Linked DNA regions of Urocitellus parryii: region 1 is linked to region 2. The links are chromatin contacts, called in public Hi-C maps. All regions are on one chromosome and are shown on one strand. Each heading gives the region's core, a stretch centred on a gene start, on an enhancer-like site or on the middle of the called end of the contact. The rest is flanking DNA. Distances are from core to core; before and after follow the strand shown. Region 1 holds the start of LOC113193889. Region 2 holds the start of Eif3m (eukaryotic translation initiation factor 3 subunit M).

Region 1 (2,870 bases), core at 209-2,708, 240 kb before region 2:
AGCTGATTAAGGGTTTAAAAAAGTTTTCATGAAAACTTCATGTCCCCAAAATTCTAGTACAAGGTAGAGTAAGAGTAATTTTTTTTTAAGATTGTAAAGATCAAAGGGCTACATTGGAAAGAAATTTCCCCTTGGCTTTAGACAAAGATGCAATAAGAGTGTGCGTGAATATATATTTACATGTCTCATAAGGGTCTTTTTAGAAAGCCTTTCATGTCTTTTATCCTTTAAACTTTTATAATATAGGTTGAAAGCCTGATACAATCTTAAACTTCCAGTTCATGTATTGAGATCTTTTCCTTAGAACTAATGAACACTTCCCCTGTGGGGTGTAATTTACCTCCCTTGTTCCAGAATGAGAATGCGGTGTACTTCTAATTGCAACTATGTAAAAATATGTGTGCCCGTGGATTAAGGAGGTGGGAGTATAGGAAGGAGCCGCAGTTGTTTTTCTATATTCCTTTTTTTTTGTGTGTGTGTGTGATTAAAACTGAGAAGAAAAGAATACATTGTGCACAACTGTGCAGTCTCCTTGTCCCCGATTTTAATAAATGTGTTTTTAACTGCTATTTATATCCCATTTCTAACATCACTACAACCTACATCCTCTCCAGGCTACAATTAAGCTTGAAAAGTGCACGAGGCTTTACAAGCCTTTGTACAGGGAATGCGTCTGCGCACGTACGGCCCACGTGCACCCTTCTTTCTCTCTATGGACACAAGTTCTTGGGGATCCTTCAGGCCCCTGGCCATATTTCTCCCCAGGCTCTTATTAAAACCAGGTGCACGGAAGGCGGGCCTTTCTCGGGACAGAAAAGCCTCCTGTTGACCCAAAGCTCCCCCTTCCGGTGTGTTTTCTAGAGGCAAAGGAGAAAGTGGGCAGCTGCCCAGGCCCAGGCCGTGCAAGGCCTAAAAGGGCACCAAGTGAGAATGGGGACAAGGGACACTTCGGCCCTCTGTCATGCAGGAGCGGTGTCCACGCACACTGCGCGACCTCCCACCACCACCACCTCCGCCCCCAGACCACAGCTCTTTCCAGATCCGAAAGTGGGGTGCGCTGGGGAAGCCGCAAGGTCGCCGCCATCTGAACTTGAAACCTGGCGGCTCTGACACTGCAGCCTGCGCCCCAGGCACGTGGGGTCCCAGTAGGAGCCCCGATTTCTGGCCATCGCCCCGCGGGCTGGTGCCGGGTTCCAGAAAGCCTGGGGGCCCCGGCAGCGCTTACCCTCAGCGGCCCAAGTCGCTCGCGCCTCCGGGGACAGGGCGGGCCAGTAGGGTCGGGTCGCGAGTGACGTGGCGTTCCTGGCAGCCCCGCGCTCCGCGCTGCCGAGGCTCCCCGTCTGTCGCGCGCCCCCGAACTCGGATCTCGGGAGCTGGGCGGGGGCGCCTGGCTCAGAGCCCAGGGAGCTTCGTTATCCGCGACCTTTGATCCCGGAGACCAGCACTCCTCTCTGCAACCGGTGGCCTGAAGGGGCAGAAGTGGGAGGTAGTTGGACTATTTTGCAGCAAGGATGGCGCCCCCTGAATTCATGACAGCTGAAAGAGCACGCCCCCCTACCCCACACCCCCATGGGCTGAACCCGAACTCTCTAGGTTGAGGGCTCTGCCTATGTGTTTGGGTCAAAGATTTGAGTATTTGTGTCTTTAATTAGACTCCAGAATTAGTCAAAGTAGGGAAAAGGGCATCAGAAGGAGGAGTGTTAGGGGGCAGAAAGTTAGGGCATCAGGGCTCACAGAGGAACAGGGATCCCATAAAAATATGTTTCTAAATGCTAAGTGTCTGGTTCCTGTTCCTTGAGCCAAAGAGCAGAGCCAGCCTGTTTTCCCATTTTCCCTAATTACAGATTTTAAAAGCCCATCCCCAGGCTTGTCATAGCCTTCAGCCTGACAGCCCCTGCTTTCTAAAAGGGTTACATGAAATTTACCCCAAGGAAAGAGACCAGAAAGGATGTTTGAGAACCCTACCATCCCAGAAGTTTGTGGGTCACAGAGCCCATCTTCTGGGCTTGGTGCCCTGCTTGATAATTAAAAGCTGTTCTCAGGCCACAGGTTGTGGCTCCTGCTTGGAATCCCAGCCACTGGGGAGGCGGAGGCAGGAGAATTGCAAGTTTGAAGACGGCCTGGAAACTTAGGGAGACCTTGTCTCAAAAAACAAAACAAACCACCAACAAAAAGACCTTTCAGCCTTATCCCTGCTACCCACGGACAGGTAACCAGGGAATTCTAGAGAAATTACCAGTGAATAAAAGGAATCTTGGTAGTAATTTTTAGCAAAACATCCTCTTAACTAATTTCCCAAGTTGTGGTCCAGGGCCTCTGACATCAGATTTCTGGGGAGTCCTTGGTATAGATTTAGAATTTAAGGCCTGGACTATAGCAGAGAAGTTAGACTAAGCAGATTGAGACCCAGAAATTCGCGTTTTAACAAGCTTGCCTTGTGAGATGTCACTATAATAAGTTTCAGAATTATTAGACTTGGCCCTTTATTTGACTTTGCTGAAATGGTGCTTGTTTTTCCATCTGGAGTCTTCCCTCAAAACTCAGTACTGTTAGGACAGTCTTTAAAAAAAAAAAAAATGTACGCTAAGAAGTTTGGTTTCCAAACAAATGTGCCTTATTTCAAAGTATTGTGAATTTTTTAAAAGACATTATGCCAAAACATTTCTTCCTACTGTATAATACTCTAAGTACATCATGATTGTAAATTCAGTGGATTATGCTGTGTGCTTTCTATTAATCTTGGGTTATTTGTCACTGAGCCAGACATCCCCTGCCCTGTGGATTTTTCTTCCACTACTTCCCTCAGGCCTTGACCAGCACAGCTTTCCTTGGGTAAAATGCAAGCTGAGTCTGTACATGGTGGCTTCCAA
Region 2 (2,700 bases), core at 102-2,601:
TACACCTGCCAGAGTGATTCATTCTCTCTCTCTCTCTCTCTCTCTCTCTCTCTCTCACACACACACACACACACACACACACACACACACACACACAGCTGGGCTGGGGTTGTAGCTCAGTGGTAGAGCGCTTGCCTAGCACGTGTGAGGCACTGGTTTCGATCCTCAACACCACATAAAAACAAATAAAATAAACAATGTTTGGAGCATGATATTCCCTTAAAAAAAAAAAATCTGACCACTGCCCTTGCCCTTTTTGGCAACGGTTATCTCACGCCTCTCTCTTCTTCATACTCAGCCTAGAGGCCTCCTCACACCTGCCTCAGGCCATTGGTCCTTGCTGTCTTCTGAAAGAAAAACTTTCCCACATATTTCTGGGTACTTTCGTCATTTCCTTCAGGTCTCAATATCATTTCAGCTGTTTTCCTTGATTACTGTAACTAAATAAGCATGCATAGCCACACACCACGCTTTGTTTTTAACTTCTTAGATTTTACCTTCTTAGTTCTACTTAACATGTTCTTTAATTATTTAATAACAACGCAGACAGTGCTCACCGTATACTAAATGCCTTCTATAGTTACTTAATCATAGCAATGCTGAGGTAAGTACTTAAGTCCTCTTATATTTCCAAGAAGAAATAGAAATCCAGAGGTTAGATAATTGCCTTAAGTCATACCTCCATTCAAGGGTGCAGCTAGGATTCCACCCCACAGAACTAGGCAGGATGACATTTAGGACTGCCTTTCTAATTCTTACTAATGTTTATATTCCGTGTGTCCCCACTGGAATGCAGGCTTCACGCGGGAGCTTCCTTGGAAAACTATCGTTGTCCCCATCACAGGGAACATTGCCTGCCCGCTGCTCCCTCAAAGATCGAAAATCGTAACTGGCGGGATTGAGGGGGGATGTCAGACTTAGCACCGGACGCCTATCTCCATGGCTCTCCCGGAAATGCCAAGAGCGTATTAGGATCCACGAATAGACAGAGGCAGGCCCGCTTGACTGGTAGGCAGAAGGGGACGGGGCTAGAAAATAACAACTGTTCTTGGCACACGTAATCTTCATTGGCAGAACAGGCCTAAAATTTCAGAGAAAAGGTGGATTCGGAGCGGCGCCGCCGGAGAGATTAACTAGACGTCCAAGCAGCAACGAAACGCTGAAGACCAGAGGCCGCGAGGGGCGGGGCGGGAAGTGGCCCAGCGGGTGCCGCCCACAAGATCCGTCTGCTACGCCTCCAGCTGCGGCAAGAATACGCGCTAGGATTGGCCCCGTCCATCTCGGTGACCCCCGCCCCACCCAGGCCGGCGCGGGGCTGACCCGGAAGTAGTTGTGGAACCGCCGCGCGGCCCTGCTTCCTTTTCCGGTCGGCGTGGTTTGCTGGGGGAGCGTCCTCGGTTCCCGGGCCTTCATCATGAGCGTCCCGGCCTTCATCGATATCAGTGAGGAAGATCAGGTGTGCTCGCGGGCCACAGTGTCGCTAGAGGGATGTGGAGGTTGTCGTAGGGGTATAACAAATCGCTGCCGAGACTGGGCCGAGTGGACGGGACGCCGCCCCACGGAGCCGGCCCCGGGGATGAGACCTGGAGCTCTCGCCCCCACGTGTACGAGTAGGGAGGCGGCCTGTGATAGGGGCGCACATCTCTAGTCTTGAGTCGCACGAGTCGGTCCACCCGGGATCGCGGTGTGGGGTCCAACATTCCACCGCCAGCTTCCTGGTCGGCGTCGAACTCCCAGCTGGCGTCACTTCTGACAGTTTTGACAAAGTACTCCTTGACTGATTAGAATGGGGTCTGCTGCTGTCCCCAGCGCAGCCACATCGGGCGCGGGTGGGCTGGAATCTGTCTGTAGTCTACATTAGCAGTTCAAGGGAAAACAACTTTGTAATAAGAATTAAAAGATTTTATTGTGCGGTCACAAAGGAGTATGTGGCCCATTTTCCATGTTTAGACTAGGGTTTTCTAGTCCTAGTTATGAAAGTACTGTAACCTCCAAATCATATGCTGTGAGGCATACCTGTTGTGAAACATCCCGATACTTTTTTAAGTTTACTTATTGGCGTTGTTCTTTGATATACAAGGGTGCTGTTTGTATTTTACCTGTAACATAAATTGAATTGGTGAGAGCTAAACTTAAACATGAAATGACATTGTTTAATTTTGTGTAAATGAAGTCCTAAGTTTATCTTTTTTTTCTGTTACTCCACTAACAGGGAAATTTTGATTTCTATACCTTTAATAGCATAAGATAATCCTATAGAATTGCAGAAGTGATCCGTTCCCCTATAGTAGAATTGCGATCCTGTAGAGCAAAGAAAGAAGGGGAAATGAAAAGGGAGGTCAAAAATGTGGAGGGAGGACTGCTATTGTGACTCAGTGTTAGAACACTTGCCTGGCATGTGTGAAGCACTGGGTTCATTCTCAGCACCACAAATAAATAAATAAATAAATAAAGCTTCATTGACAACTAAACATTTTTTTAAAAATAGGGAGGGAGCTAAGCACAGATAGAATGATGTGAAGCACAGGAAATAAAGCCAACAAACTAGTAATGGAAGTTGATACCAACAGTTCGCTGCTAGGTTAATGAAAAAGCATTTGACACTTTCTTTTTAATTAATTTTTTAAAGTTGTAGTTGGATGCAATACCTTATTTTTTATTTATTTATTTTTATGTGGTGCTAATGATCGAACCCAGCTC

The links. Hi-C and Micro-C count contacts between places; a contact is called where the count stands out from the background.
Region 1: a Hi-C map of liver shows a contact between it and region 2, with 4 times the contacts expected there. The contact joins the promoter of LOC113193889 here to the promoter of Eif3m in region 2. A contact is called at or near these places in 2 of 2 Hi-C or Micro-C datasets (liver and muscle).

The regions. Positions count from the first base shown.
Region 1 is chr4:33,143,967-33,146,836 of mUroPar1.hap1, reverse strand. It overlaps LOC113193889, which reads right to left and starts at 1,458. Exons shown (of 5, transcript XM_077797488.1): 1 at 1,226-1,458.
Region 2 is chr4:32,907,696-32,910,395 of mUroPar1.hap1, reverse strand. Eif3m (eukaryotic translation initiation factor 3 subunit M) reads left to right here and starts at 1,351. Exons shown (of 11, transcript XM_026404281.2): 1 at 1,351-1,456. The coding sequence starts at 1,415.